Regions from separate parts of the Mus musculus genome. Here region 1 is linked to region 2. The links are chromatin contacts, called in public ChIA-PET maps. All regions are on one chromosome and are shown on one strand. Each heading gives the region's core, a stretch centred on a gene start, on an enhancer-like site or on the middle of the called end of the contact. The rest is flanking DNA. Distances are from core to core; before and after follow the strand shown.

Region 1 (6,859 bases), core at 2,716-5,215, 39 kb before region 2:
AAGGGAGGGAGGAAATGAGAAGAGCTCTCCCCAGGATCCCTGGACCTGGGACTCTGTCTCCCACAGATACTGGGGTGAATTCCTCCAGTGAGACTTATGTGGAAATTAACCAAACTTATAGCTTTGACAGATCACTTGAGTTTAGGAGCAAAACTAGTTTGCCAAAATGATTCTTTTCTCTTTAATTAAAACCCTTTGTTAACTGCCAAGCTGCCACCTTCTTCCAAGACAGACAGGATTAGCTTATATCCATCACCCCGGGCAGACGGCCATCCAAAGAGACTAGGGTGTGTCCCAAGAGAGCAGAGACGGCGCCGTACAAATGACTCTGTCGACACAGGTTCAAGCATCTGGCAGATCAGATGAAAAGGTTTCTACAGGGCCCCTGGCGGCCCCTGTCCATGTCGGTTCTCTTGGGGGCCAGTGATAGGCATTAAGGAAGCACCCAGTGGAGACATCACTTAAGAAGGCAAAGCTCTAGCCCAACGGTGGTGGCACACGCCTTTAATGCCAGCACTCGGGAGGCAGAGGCAGGTGGATTTCTGAGTTTGAGGCCAGCCTGGTCTACAGAGTGAGTTCCAGGACAGCCAAGGCTACACAGAGAAACCCTGTCTTGAAAAACTAAAAAAAAAAAAAAACAGAAGGCAAAGCTCTGGCCCCCAGCTTGAGTCCGCTGAGCAAGGGCACTGGCTGAGGCTGATAGGGGATGCCAACAGGAACTACATCTGTGTCCCGAGAACTCTTGACATGACCATAGCCATTAGAACATAGAACAGGGCCAGGACCAAGGATAGATAAACCCAGAGCAACCATGCCACCCAGACCCAGCCTTTCTTACCACAGTGACCAGGCTACGGTGAATGGCTATCCTCAGTATGTTTTGGCAACAGGGTTTATCCTAAACCTGTCTTGTTTTGTTTTGTTTTGTTTTGTTTCTCCTTTGAAATATTCCGTTTCAGAAAGACTAGAATTGGGACACACACACACACACACACACACACACAGAGGCCCCTGTGTATACCACCAGCCCTGCCTCCCATCCTTCTGTGGCCACGCCTCCCACCATTCCATGACCACTCCCTCCCTCACTCCCTTGGCTATTGTAGCTAAACTTTGCATGGAGAGAGATAAATGGATATCTCCCTCCAGACAGGGTGCCAGCAACAGACCAAAGAGCCAACACCCCCAACGTCTACCTTAACTAATCATTACATTTAACTGGAGTTACTTATAGGAACATGAACAGTTTATGGGCAGCCACACCTCCAAAGAAGAGTGCCCCTAACTGTTCATCAATTATATCCTTCTCTCGAGTACACCCTCCTGAGCCGTACCCTATCAGGCCCACCAGCCTTGAGGGAATGTTAGTGGCCAAGGATCTTATGCAGATAGTTGGAACTGCTGATGATTTTGAGACGGCCATGGTCGTATCGTGCCCAGAGAGCAGAACTCCGCAGCAGATATAAAATACCGGTAAGCACCCCCTGACATGAACGAATGGCTAGACAAAAGAATAAGCAGGGTAAAGGGATGAATATCCAAAATTTTCCCAACAGAACCTCAGTTTTGCACCTCCCCCTAAAGATGCCTGCCCTTCAGGTGTGAACTGTCTCCAAGCAACACAGCATGGAAAGGGGAAGAGAGTTGCGTCACCGTGAAGACATCCACAAACTTCTTCAGGCCGTGACAGATCATAGGGACAGTACCATCTCATGATGCAATGAGACTGTGGCACCTTATTCTATGGCGTGTCCTCTGTGAAGTGGAGCTGGGAATAGGGGTGAGGTGTTCCACATATACACCTGAAAGCCTAGGTTAGGCTGATGGCTATCCACCAGGTAAGCTTCACTCCAGAGGGTGGATGCTGGCTCCCGCAGGGTGCAAATCAGCAGTGCCATCTAGGTGGCTTCCAAGGACCAGGAGATTGGGGGCAGGGTGAGTGGGGGTGAGGATTAGCTCTGGTATTCGAATAGGAGGCAGCCACACAGGTCTGTGAACGCTGCTCCCCAGCTAGTCAACCTAGATTTTCCACACGCTTTCTCTGTAAAGGAAAAAGGGAGGTAGAATTTCAAAACAAGCGGTTCCAAGACTCGCGCGGAGGCGAGGCGGGAGGGACACACCACCACCGCACTCCTGTCCATGCTGTGCTAACCTTGGTCCTCGCGCGCCCCCTGGTGCCCAAAGTTCGCTCTTGCAGACTGCGCGGTTGATCGGCCCGCGGTGCGCAGCGACCTCGCGTGGACACACACGGTCACCACCTGCCGCTGCCTCCTACAGCCAGGAGCTGATTGTGACATTCATAGACCAGTGGTGACCAGCTACAGAGGATACCAGGCTAGTTCCTGCAAAGTTACAAGTAGACATCGGGGACAGAGAAGCTGAGTTAGCACAGGAAAGCCCGCATTGCCTACCATTACCCGCCTTGGGGTTGAGGAGTGACCGCTCCCCCAAGCCGTGTCTGGACACCAAGGGCCTTCAACAGTCAAGGACAGGGACTCCAGTCAGTCAGGCCGGGATCCAACCTTGTCCTGACACTAACATCTCAGAACTAGGCTAGAACTGGGCCAGCTAGGCAGCCACACAGGGAGCAATTGGACATCCCTGGACCATCGGGGATCCAACAGTGTGGGGATGAGCCCTCCAGAGTGGCCCATTTCCCAACTTACTGCTCCAGGAGCAGGCTGTGTTAATGGGGCATGCACTCATCTCTGCAGACCTTCAAACCACAGGCAATGCTGGTTTCTTGCAGCTGTGCATCCTCCCTTGTGCATACCAAGGCCTTGAGGAGAAAGAATGTAGATCAAAACTCAAAGGAGGTGCCAATCAGCGCTGGGGGAAACTAGCACCCAGAGGGTTACTTTCTAATTCATGTAGTAGCTATCTGTCGAGGTGCCTGGTCAGGGATCATCTGTTTGGTCCTGTGTTTGGGAACTCAAGCCTATGCTCCCGGCTGCTGGAAGTGCACACCCCACCTTCTGTAGAGTTATCCTCAGCTTTGGCTTCTCTTATGCCAATGAAGAAGATCCAGCCCCTCTCATCCTCTACCTACCATTGACCTGGACCCTTGAGAACTACAACTGTCCTCCCCCTCAAGCTACATAATTGGACTATAACTCCACATCCTGTCGGGGATACGAGGTCAATTGGAAGCATGGCTGGAGATCTAGGGTCAAATCCCAGCTACACCAAGTACTGTGACCTTGTGCAGTTTGTTTAACCTATTCCCCCCTCTACCGTAGTGTTGAGACAGCAGTGACTCCCGATGAATTGAGTGCTTGGGTCACTGCCTGACAATACCATGTGTGTTGGCTGTTTTAAACCAGCTATAGGTATAAAGTGTGCTCTGTCAGGAAGGATCCCTGAACAAGGCTTCCCCCATGACAAGTGGCACTGACAGTCAAATGCAGAGTCCATGAACTCCTTGGTCAGGTGTAGGGAGAGAGCCACAGAAGATCCCAGCAGGCTAGCCCATTCTCCACCATGACACATGATGGGAAGAATCTTTGCCTGTGGCCTGAGCATCCCCAGGCTGTGCACGCAGAGGACTCTGATGCTGTCGCCCCCAACCTCCTGTCTCACTTCTAGATTCACCATAGGTGCAGCAGCTTGGTAGCAGAGCTTTCTTGATGGCAGTAGGACCATATCCCAGTATAGAATCCTAGTGCACCATGATGCATGGAAGCTCAGGTCCAGAGCAAGACCCAACAAGGTCACAGGGTAAGTGGTATAGCTGGGATTTGGCCCTGGGTCTCCTGGCTCCTAAGGCCCCTCCTCACCCTACCCCCAGGATGTGAGGAGTCAACAGCTCACTTGTGTATCTTGAGAGACACGACAGTTACAGTACTCCAGGATCAAGGCCGACGGTGGTCAAAGGGTGTGAAGAAACCACAGGCTACACCCGGCAGAGGTGTCAGCTCAACAACCACATCTCCCTATCAAGTGGCAGTGATGTTGCAGAGAGCAAGAACATCCTGAGCACGGCAGCCCCAGAGCTTGCGACTTTGGTGAGATGCGTGTCTTGTTTATACTAACCCTCCCCTTTCACCAAGATACCGGAAGCAACCCACCCACTCACAGTCCGTGTCCTGCTCATCCCACACCAAAGGAAGAGTGTGAAGGGGGCACGCAGACCAAGCTAGACCCACTCAGTGCAGTATTCCCACCGTTCATTCCCACAGAGGCTATGCTAGACAAGTGTGCCTTATACAAGTTAAGCATTCTTGTGCTGTGTTTAAGAATCACTGTGCAGGTCGAATCCACTGTCTCCTGCGTGAGATACGTTTCGACCCGGAGCGTGATTCTTGGGTGCACGCCAAATCGGGAATTGAGTGGGGGTTTCCCCACTGGGTTCTTTCATTTGGAGGTCCCACCGAGATCTGTGTGACACCCAGGAACCCCGAAAGACCCCTTGGAGGTATGTTTGTTTCTGTGTGTCTTACATGTTGTCTGTTGTCTAAGTGTGGCACCGCTGAATTTGTGTCTTGGTTTGTGAATTTGTGCCTTGGTTTTTCAGATCTGAGATTGTGAGTTTGTGTCTTGGTTTTTCAGTTCTGAGATTGTGAGTTTGTGTCTTGGTTTTTCAGTTCTGGGATTGTGAGTTTGTGTCTTGGTTTATGAATTCATGCCTTAGTTTTACGGTTCTGAGATCGTGGGTTCAAGTCCCACCTCATGTCTTGGTTTTTCAGTTGTGAGATTGTGGGTTCAGGTCCCACCTCGTGTCTTGGTTTACAGTTCTGGGATTGTGGGTTCGAGTCCCACAGCCTGGTTCCCCAGTTCTGGTATTCTGTATTCTGGCAGCTGCCACTGTGGGCCGTAAGGACCCAGTAGCCACGGGAGGGAGACGTCCAGAGGCCCCGAAAGCTGCAACCTCTGGAAGATGTTCCAAGGGTGAGGGACAGTCCAGAAAGGTCTGACTGTCATCTGGCAGAGTGAGGAACGAATGTGCTTAGATACTGGTGGGTTTTTTTTCTCTGTTGCTGTCTTGTTTGTGTTGGTGGTTTTCGTCATGGGACAGACTGTGTGTGTGGTGCCAACTGTGGACTTGGACTGACGTTAGGACAGAATTTGTCAGTGATAGGTAAGAAAAACAACTCGGCACAGCCGCACGCAGCCGCAGGGCGGGACTGAGAACTCCCGGCTTCGGCAGCAGCAGTGCTGCGCCACGTGGGAAACCATGGCCCAGGGGGGAACACCGATGTGGAGGTTTTCCCGGGGTGCCGGGCCCCACCACCACCACGCATTTCACCGCCTGCGGGATAGGCAAGAAAAGAAAGAGGGGCGAGGCCCGCGGGGCCCCACGCCGGCCCCGCCTGGCTTCCTAGGCCGTGATGCCTGCTGGAGAGGGGCCAACTAGAGTCGCCCTCTGCCGCCTTTTCCCCCCTCCCTGAGTTGGCCCGAGGGAGACATCTGCCCACTTAAAACTTCTGTCCCAGGTAAGGAGTACCTACAAGTCTAATCACCAGGCTCTGACAAAAGTGTATAGAGGTCTAGAAAAAAGTGAGCTTAGATTGTAAGGAAGAGCAAAGCTCCAGCAGACTCAGGAGAGACAGTGAAAATAGAGATGAAGGAGATTAGAGGTCTGAGATGAGAGAGATACTCTGAATGAGAAATATTTAGAGTAGAACCAGTAAGAGGCAGAGAAGGCATATTGCGAGGAGGGGGGGGGGGCGAGAGGCAGAAGAAAGAGAAAACAGGAGGGATCGTAGACAAGAAAGAAATTTGACTAGAAACTTGGCCACAGTGGTAGGAGAGAAAGAAAAGACAGGATCTAGACAGGAAACCTGGGCAGCAGAAGACCAAGCCTCAGCTAAAAAGGCTCGGCTGTGTCAGACTGAAGTTACTTATTTGGGATACACCCTTCAAGACCGGAAGTAGTGGCTAAAGAAAGCCAGAAAAAAGACTGTAACTCAGATCCCCACCCCAACTACACCAAGGCAAGTAAAAAAAATTCTTGGGCACCACTGGTTTCTGCAGGCTCTGGATACCTGGGTTAGCAACTTTAGTTGCCCGTTGTACCCCCTAACCAAGGAAGGGGAGGTGTTTGTGTGGACCTCAGATCACCAGAAAGCCTTTAAAGAAATGAAAAAGGCCCTACTGATGGCCAGCCTTTGCCTGACCTAACCAAGCCTTTCACTCTTTATGTGGAAGAGAGACCAGGGGTCGCCAGAGGAGTCCTTACTCAGACTTTAGGACTTTGAAAAAGGCAGTGGCTTACCTATCCAAGAAGTTAGACCCTGTTGCCAGCAGGTAGTTTTCTTGCCTGAAAGCTATTGCTGCCATAGCTCTGCTTGTCAAAGATGCTGATAAGCTCACTCTGGGACAGCAAATAACTATAGTGGCACCCCACACTCTTGAAAGAATTATCTGAAAGCCCCCTGACTGATGGATGACGACCAATGCTCCTGTGACACATTATCAGAGCTTTTTGTTGACTGAACGAGTGACCTTCGCTCCACCTGCTGTCCTCAATCTTGATACCCTACTGCCCAAGACTTCACCTACTCATCACTGCGCTGACGTTCTGGCAGAAGAAATTATCTGAAGGATCAGATCAGCCTTGGCCTGAGAGTTCGAGCTGGTACATGGATGGCAGTAGTCTCCCGGTTGAAGGACTGAGACGGCCAATGTGATAGCCAAGAAGATCCTAGAAGAAATCTTCCCGAGGTTTGGGATACCCAAGGTAATCAGGTCCAATAATGGACCTGCCTTTGTTGCCCAGGTAAATCAGGGACTGGCCAAGATATTGGGGATTGATTAGACGTTACATTGTGCATACAGGCTCCAAAGCTCAGGACAGATAGAAAAGATGAATAGAATTCTAAGAGACTGGTGCAGATTTGGTGCTCCTTCCCCATGCCCA
Region 2 (7,892 bases), core at 1,613-4,112:
GAATGATTATTTACTGCCCAAGATATTCTTATGTTTACATGCCTAGCTCTTATTTTCCACTTAAGCATGGAATGCCAACTGCACATATAACAGGGATGTCACCCTCTTGTGTACTGTATGGAACCAGTCTCTGCCTCATAACAGACAGGCCAATATGTCCAATGCATTGTTCTAGGACAACGTTTACAGAAAGATGGAGTTGAAATACTCATTAACATGGCTCCCTTACACCCTGCACTGGTGCTCAAACCTAGAGCTTTGAACACACACCCCACCACTGAGCTACACTACACCCCAGAATATCTCAATATTTTAGCAGACATAATGAGTCTCATTTCTCCATCAATGGAACCATTAGAGCCAATAATCATTTGCTGTTCTACTGTAGTGCTCCATACTCCAGTTATTCACTTGCAAATTATACTACCAATGCTAAGCGCTACCATACTCTAGACTCTGTGTGTGTGTGTGTGTGTGTGTGTGTGTGTGTGGGTGTATGTGTGTGTTTATGAATAAAGTGGTTTATGAATGGGCACAAACTCTGGTACCCATTTCCCACCCCCACTATATAGACAGAAACTGAGATTTCAGTAACTTACATAAACATAAAACTTACATAGACATAAGAACTTTCATATATAAAAATATATATAGAAAAAGTTACAAGTACGTAAATACGTTAGAATTTTAATATAAAAAGAAAATTTTGGGGCTGGACAGATGGCTCAATGATTAAGAGCACACTAAGTGCTCTTACAGAAGACTAGGGAGTTCCATTCCTAGCACCTACACAGGGGCCACAACAATCTGTAACTGCAATCCCAGGGGAGCCAACGCCCTCTTCTAGCCTCTGAGGGCACTGCATGCTTGTGGTGGACAGCTGCTTGCAGGCGATACAGCAATACACATAAAATGATGAAAAAATAATAATAAAACAAAAAAGTAGACTTCAACCCACACCAACCCTGAAAAGCCTTGACATGGAAATGGCTGCACCCACAAGTGCTATTTAGTATTCTTTTTTTTTTTTTAAAGATTTATTTATTTATTATAAATACACTGTACACTGTAGCTGTCTTCAGACACTCCAGAAGAGGGCATCAGGTCTCATTATGGGTGGTTGTGAGCCACCATGTGGTTGCTGGGATTTGAACTTCGGACCTTTGGAAGAGCAGTCGGGTGCTCTTACCCACTGAGCCATCTCGCCAGCCCGTATTTAGTATTCTTGATGGCTTCCTATCCTTCCCCAGGTGTCACTCCCCAGGTGTCACACAGCATTTCCCATGACCCATTCTGAACAGTCACTGCAGACGGGAACACTGTCTCCCGAGTCATCTCAGGCAGACACCAGTGACAAGAATACATGCAGATGGGTTTGCGGTTTGTTGCTGTTCTTGTCTTGCCCCCCACCCCCCTTGAGAGGAAAGAAATGTTTGTTTCCTGATTTTTTACAATAGGGTCTCCTTATATACCTCTGGCTAGCCTGAAACTCACTATGAAGATCAAACTGACCTTGAACTTGCAGAATAAATGGCATGCTAACTTTTACCCACTAAGGCCTGTTTAACACATGAAACATAAAGACAAACTAAGCATGTGAAACACACACACATAAAAGAATCTTCTCAGACGATTTAAGTTCAAGCTTTTCAGGACATGTCCACACAAGCCCTCATCACTTCAGGAGGCCATCTCTGACGTCCTCCGAAACGCCTGGTAAACGACCTGGCTGGATCCATCAGAAGTCAGCTTCTACTTAATGTTACTCTCATTCTCCCTTTTTCTTTTCTTTGGGGGGAAAAAAATTTAAAATCAAGTAAACCTGAAATGCGAAAGGGTTGGAAAGGACTGGTTTTGTTGTTGATGAAGATGAGTTGTTGTTTTCGGTGCTAGAAGTTGAACTCAGGGTTTCTTGTGTATTAAGCACTAGCTACACTGCCAGCCTCTGAATGAGCTATTGTAATTCTCCTCCATACTGTATGGAGTAGCAGATGTCAGCCAGTCAATCTGCCACCTGCCCACTCTGCTCAGTGAGGATACCAAGGCCCCCACATTAGTGGAGAGAGCTTCCGGTACGCCAACCACAAAACAGAGCTTTAACAGAACCGGTCCATTCACCCGGGAGGAAGCCGAAGGGGAGGTTAGGAAACTTGCCCCAGGATTACAAGCACATAAGGGGCTAAGGAGAGGTTGGGGATCCCCGGCAGTGGGCCCTGAAACCCCTCCCTCACCACTCTGCATGCAGATCAAGGCAGGGCAGCATCCTAGAGCGCCGAGGTCCTGGTTTCCCACGCATCCCCAGGGCTGGCCTCAGGAAGGCTTGGCCAAAGGCGAGGCGCGCGCACCCGGCCGCCGCAGACCCTCCCTTAGCCGGCTGGTGGTTCAGGAAAGCCCGGGACCCTAGCTGGGCCTGCAGGCTGGTCGCCAGCCAAGGCTTCCTTCAGGAGGCGCCACATGCGGGTCTCCGGAGGGCAGGTCCATTGTGCACGCGGGCCGCCGCGGGCCGCTTCCCTAGGAGGGGCTACCGCCGCGGCCCAAGTAGGGCCGCCGTTGGACCACGAGCTCAGCTCCGGACGTGCCGCGTTGGGAAGCCGCCCCCAAGTCCCGTGACCCCCCGGCCCGCCGCCCTCTGGTCCCCGGGCCCTCTCGCCGCCCCCGCGTACTTGGTTTTGAGGCGCAGTAGCTCTTCAAACTGCTGGGCAGAGCCGACTTCCACCACTGCCACGGCTGCCTCGCCTGCCTCGGCCGCCCCCGCCGCCATGCTGTCTCCGCCAGACACCAGCAGTCGAGCGCCGGAGGCTCGATAGGGCCGGACGGACACGCGAGGAGGCTGCGCACGGGGAAGCCACGCCCGCTGAGATCGGGGGCCCACCCCTGACACACTATGCCACGCCCTCCGGCACTGAAGGTCACGCCCTCGGACTGGGAGAACTGGGAGGCTCTGGGTTGGGCTAGCGGAGCCTCCTTGCTTTGTATTGGTGTGCTAACTAGCTAGATGCCTTGGCCCCTGGCTGTTGTAGCTCTGGAGCTCAGAAACCTGTAATAGGAAGGGATGTAAGTATGTGTGTATTGTAAATTAGAGTGAAGTCAGAATAGAACATTGGCAAGCTGAAATCTCACATGAAGCTGCATAAAGATGAACTAGGAAGTCTTAAGACTAAAAAAACAATAGTGTCTGAGCACAACCCTGATAGTCCTTGTACCTCAGTCCTGGAGGAAACTCGAACTCTTCTAGAGGTGCCCTCAGAACCCCATAATCAACCTTCAGTACAACTCTGTGACACCTGTTAGCCGTTGCAGCCTTGACACAAGACCTAAATGGCTCGCCCCATTGCCTCTAAGAACCGTTAGGCTCCTTTTTAGAGTTCCTGCACCTTCCCACCCAGGCCCAGCCTCCATGACCCTCTTACTAGAAGCTTCCCTGTACGGGCAGTGACTCGCCAGTGGTATCTTCTCCACACTCTTTCCCATGCTAAGGCAGGAAGTTCCTTAAGTTTGAGTCCAGCCTGGGCTCTACAGTGAGTTCCAGGCCAGCCTGAGTAACAGTAACAGATTACAGATTGAAATATTTTCGATCGATTGGGAATTAAATATGTCCTTTTACCTCTGCTCACTGAGCCATTTTAAAGAACACAGGAGAGTTGCTTGCGGTGGCCACTCCTGTATCCTATTGGCAGCCCTGCTCCTATGATTACAAAAGCCCTGGAAGCTGTGTCACACACATCTTGAGAAACACCCCTACTAAAAATGTGGATCACAGTGCTCCAAATGCAACAGGACAAATTGTTCTGCTTCTTGGCTGGGGGGGGGGGGGGCAGAACCCCAAACTTAGGACTGTAAGAAAATAAACATACGCCAATACCAATAAAGCCATAGAAACCTCAGAAAGACATCAGGGTCACACGCGGACATTAACATCCTGATTATAGTATTGTATTACAGGTTTGCAAGGTGCGATGGGTTGTATATGCTCAGCCCAGGGAGTGGCACTATTAGAAGGTGTGGCCCTATTGGAGTAGGTGTGTCACTGTGGGTGTGTGCTTTAAGGCCCTCATCCTAGCTCCCTGGAAGCCAGTCTCCTCCTGGCTGCCTTTGGAACAAGTGGTGGAACTCTCAGCTCCTCCAGCCCCACATCTGCCTGGATGCTGCTATGCTCCCACCTTGGTGATAATGGACTGAACCTCTGAACCTGTAAGCCAGCCCCAATTAAATGTTGTCCTTTATAAGAATTGACTTGGTCGGGGCTGGAGAGATGGCTCGGCGGTTAAGAGCACTGACCGCTCTTCCAAAGGTCCTGAGTTCAAATCCTAGCAACCACATGGTGGCTCACAACCATCCTTAATGAGATCTGATGCCCTCTTCTGGTGTGTCTGAAGACAGCTACAGTGTACTTACATATAATAAATAAATAAATAAATCTTTAAAAAAAAAAAGAATTGACTTGGTCATGGTGTCTGTTCACAGCAGTAAAACCCTAACTAAGACACAAGGTTTTATCATTGGGAGACAGTACACACATTATCTCTGTCTCGACACACACATCCTTTATATTTTGAAACAAGTTTTCATGTAGGCCGTGACGGCCTAGAGTTGATTATGAAGCCAAGACTGGCCTTGAACTCACGACCTGCTTGCTTCTACCTCCAAAATGTTGGACTTATATGTATGTACCACCTAGTTGATAATAAACTTACCTACTATGTGTACCTAGTTGGTAATAAATGTATTATTGTTTTTATTGAAATACATTCTTAAGTGGCACAAGCTGACCTCCAATTTGCTGTGTAGCTGAAGTTTGTCGTGCTCTCCTGATCCCCCTGCCTCCACCATCCAAGTCCTGGGCTTACAGGCATGTGCTTCCAGACCCAGCATTTTTCTTTTTCATATTAAGTATATATGAATCTACATCTTTGAATAAAGAGTTGACTGAAAACAAAGACTGTAGAGAACTCTTTGGAGGTAAAATGCAAGAGAAAAGAGGGCCTGGCTTTAGTATGAAACCTTGCCTTCATAAAAGAATAAGAAATAAAATAAAGACTGGATACCCACTGGGATGGTTTGTATATTCTTGCACCAGGGGGTGGCACCATTTGGAGGTGTGGCCTTGTTGGAATAGGTGTGACCTAGTTGGAGTAGGTGTGTCACTGTGGGTGTGGGTTTAAGACCCTCACACTAGTTGACTGGAAGTCAGTCTTCCACTAGCAGCCTTTGGATGAAGACATAGAACTCTCAGCTCTGCTTGTGTCATGCCTGCCTGGATACTGTCATGCTCCCACCTTAACGATAATGGACTGAACCTCTGAACCTGTAAGCCAGGCCCAATTAAATGTTGTTTTTATAAGACTTGCCTTGGTCATGGTGTCTGTTCACAGCAGTAAAACCCTAACTAAGACACCCACTCTGATTGCTATATTTAAGTATATAAACTATATAGCTGAATGTGACATAGAGAAAGGTCTGCCCAAAGCTCCCCAAAGTGTGAGAGCTTGCTAGGCAAGAATGAGAGCTGGGGTGCTAATGGGAGGCCCTTCATTCTTTAACCCATTAGTTCCCCACCTGTGGGGTTTGACTTGTTTGGGCTCACATATCAGATATCCTCCATATCAGATACTTATGTTATAACTCACAACTGTAGCAAATTCACAGTTATGATGTGGCAGTGGAATACTTTTATGGTTAGGGAGTCACTACAGCATGAAGAACTGTATTAAAGGGTCGCAGCATAAGGAAGGTTGAGAACCACTGCTCTGTATCTGCTTCTTCCTGCCTTCAAAGAATTCAGACTGCCTCTGTCACATGAAGTTAGTAAAATTGTAATTCAGAGAGGAGATGTGTTGTAGAGTTCTTTTTTTTTTTAAGATTTATTTATTGTTATGTGTAAGTACACTGTAGCTGTCTTCAGACACACCAGAAGAGGGCATCCGGTCTCATTACAGATGGTTGTGAGCCACCATGTGGTTGCTGGGATTTGAACTCAGGACCTTTGGAAGAGCAGTCAGTGCTCTTACCCACTGAGCCATCTCTCCAGCCCTAGAGTTCTTTTTTTAAGGCTGCGTCACCCCACTCCCCATCTGTCAGTTTTACAAATTCTGGCTTTCCCTCTAAATGGAATTTGCTGCAAGTGGCAGACACAAGCTGCAGAGGGGCTCTCACTTTGGGAAAACCACAGGAAATATCCTGAGGAACTTTCCAATCACCCTTTCTGCAGTTACCACTGCTAATATTGATAACCCAAGAGGCCACAGGTGACTTCATGCCTAGAAAATGCTCTGACTTCAGCATCTAAGACTAGCGAGCTCAGGATGGGCCAAGATGCATTTTAGAAAGCTAATGTGTGGTATCTGAGATGGCTCAATGGGTAAGAGCACCCGACTGCTCTTCCGAAGGTCTGGAGTTCAAATCCCAGCAACCCCATGGTGGCTCACAACCATCCGTAATGAGATCTGACTCCCTCTTCTGGAGTGTCTGAAGACAGCTACAATGTACTTACATATAATAAATAAATAAATAAATAAATAAATAACAAATAAATCTTAAAAAAAAAAAAGAAAGAAAGAAAGAAAGCTAATGTGGCCAGGCAGTGGTGGTGGCACACACCTTTAATCCTAGCACTTGAGAGGCAGAGGCAGGCAAATTTCTGAGTTCAAGGCCAGCCTGGTCTACAGAGTGAGTTCCAGGACAGCCGGGGCTATACAGAGAAACCCTGTCTCGAAAAATTAAAAAAAAAAAAGTTCCCATAAAATCAGGCTCTGAGCGAGCCTGTAGAGCATTTTCTTAGTGATTAATGGGGGAGAGTTCAGCCCATTGTGGGTGGTACCATCCCTATGCTGGTGGTCCTGGGTTCTATAAGAAAGCACATTGAAGCTGGGCGTGGTGGCACATGCCTTTAATTCCAGCACTCTGGAGGCAGAGGCAGGAGGATTTCTGAGTTCGAGGCCAGCCTGGTCTACAAAGTGAGCTCCAGGACAGCCAGGGCTATACAGAGAAACTGTGTCTCGAAAAACAAACAAACAAAAAGAAAGCACATTGAGCAAGCCATGTTGAACAAGCCAATAAGCAGCACCCCTCCATGGTCTCTGCATCAGATCCTGCCTCCAGGATCCTGTCTTGTTTGAGTTCCTGTCCTGACTTCCTTCAGGGATGAACAGTGATATAGAACTGAGTTAAACAAACCCTTTCTTCTCCAACTTTGCTTTGGTCATGGTGTTTTATCACAGCAACAGTAACCCCAACTAGAGGTTACTTTTGTAAAGGACACTCGGCTTTTCTCTGTGCAGGTGGAAAAATCAACATAGGAAAGCAAGAGATTGGAGCTGATCTGGGCCTATGTCCCTGGAGAGTTATTCTGGGTACAACACTCACTTTTGCCTGATGCCTTTTTAGGAGCTGGGATTCCTACCTGAGAGAATGTGACACCTGAACCTCCAACCCCCTCTGGTAAGATGCTATCCTGTGCTGTGGGATTTGCCTGGCTAGAAACAGCCCTCCCAGCAAAGCAGCTGCTTCTAACCTGCAGATTAAGACAATGAAGCTGCCCCCAGGAGCACTGTGGCACTGTGAGGTATTTCTGGAGCATAGAAACAAGCAGGACCTGGGATTCCGGCTAGAGAGCTAGAGTCCTTGCCCAGGAGTGAGGAGGCAGCCAGAGAACTCCATCTTGTGTTTGCAATCAACTGTGGTACATATGCATGCGCGCGCGCGCGCGCGTGTGTGTGTGTGTGTGTGTGTGTGTGTGTGTGTGTGTGTGTGTGTGTTTCTGACACAAAGCCTCACTGACCTGGAAATCTCCAAGTGTGCTAGGCTGACTTGAGAGTGAGCCCCAAGGATCTAGATGTATGTCTCCCCATCTCTATCCCCACCACCGGGATTACAAACCGGCCACCACAGCCATC

What was found. ChIA-PET counts read pairs in DNA pulled down with a chosen protein or histone mark.
Region 1: an RNA polymerase II ChIA-PET map of effector CD8 T cells shows a contact between it and region 2, with 12 read pairs. The contact joins the enhancer-like site here to the promoter of Glrx3 in region 2. A contact is called at or near these places in 6 of 484 Hi-C or Micro-C datasets (CD4 T cells, the HPC-7 cell line, embryonic stem cells and 3 more), 6 of 115 datasets of contacts at active chromatin or transcription factors (the SCID.adh cell line, effector CD8 T cells, embryonic fibroblasts and 1 more) and 2 of 9 other capture datasets (liver and pancreatic islet).

The regions. Positions count from the first base shown.
Region 1 is chr7:137,473,792-137,480,650 of GRCm38.p6, reverse strand. No RefSeq gene overlaps it. Among named protein-coding and RNA genes, the nearest start is that of Glrx3, 40 kb to the right of the region's middle. Within about 2 kb of position 3,965, at least 4 of the 459 cell types and tissues checked have an H3K27ac peak or open chromatin away from gene starts, as enhancers often do. A contact at or near this core is called in effector CD8 T cells, where this site is marked.
Region 2 is chr7:137,432,543-137,440,434 of GRCm38.p6, reverse strand. Glrx3 (glutaredoxin 3) reads right to left here and starts at 2,862. Exons shown (of 11, transcript NM_023140.5): 1 at 2,664-2,862. The coding sequence starts at 2,761.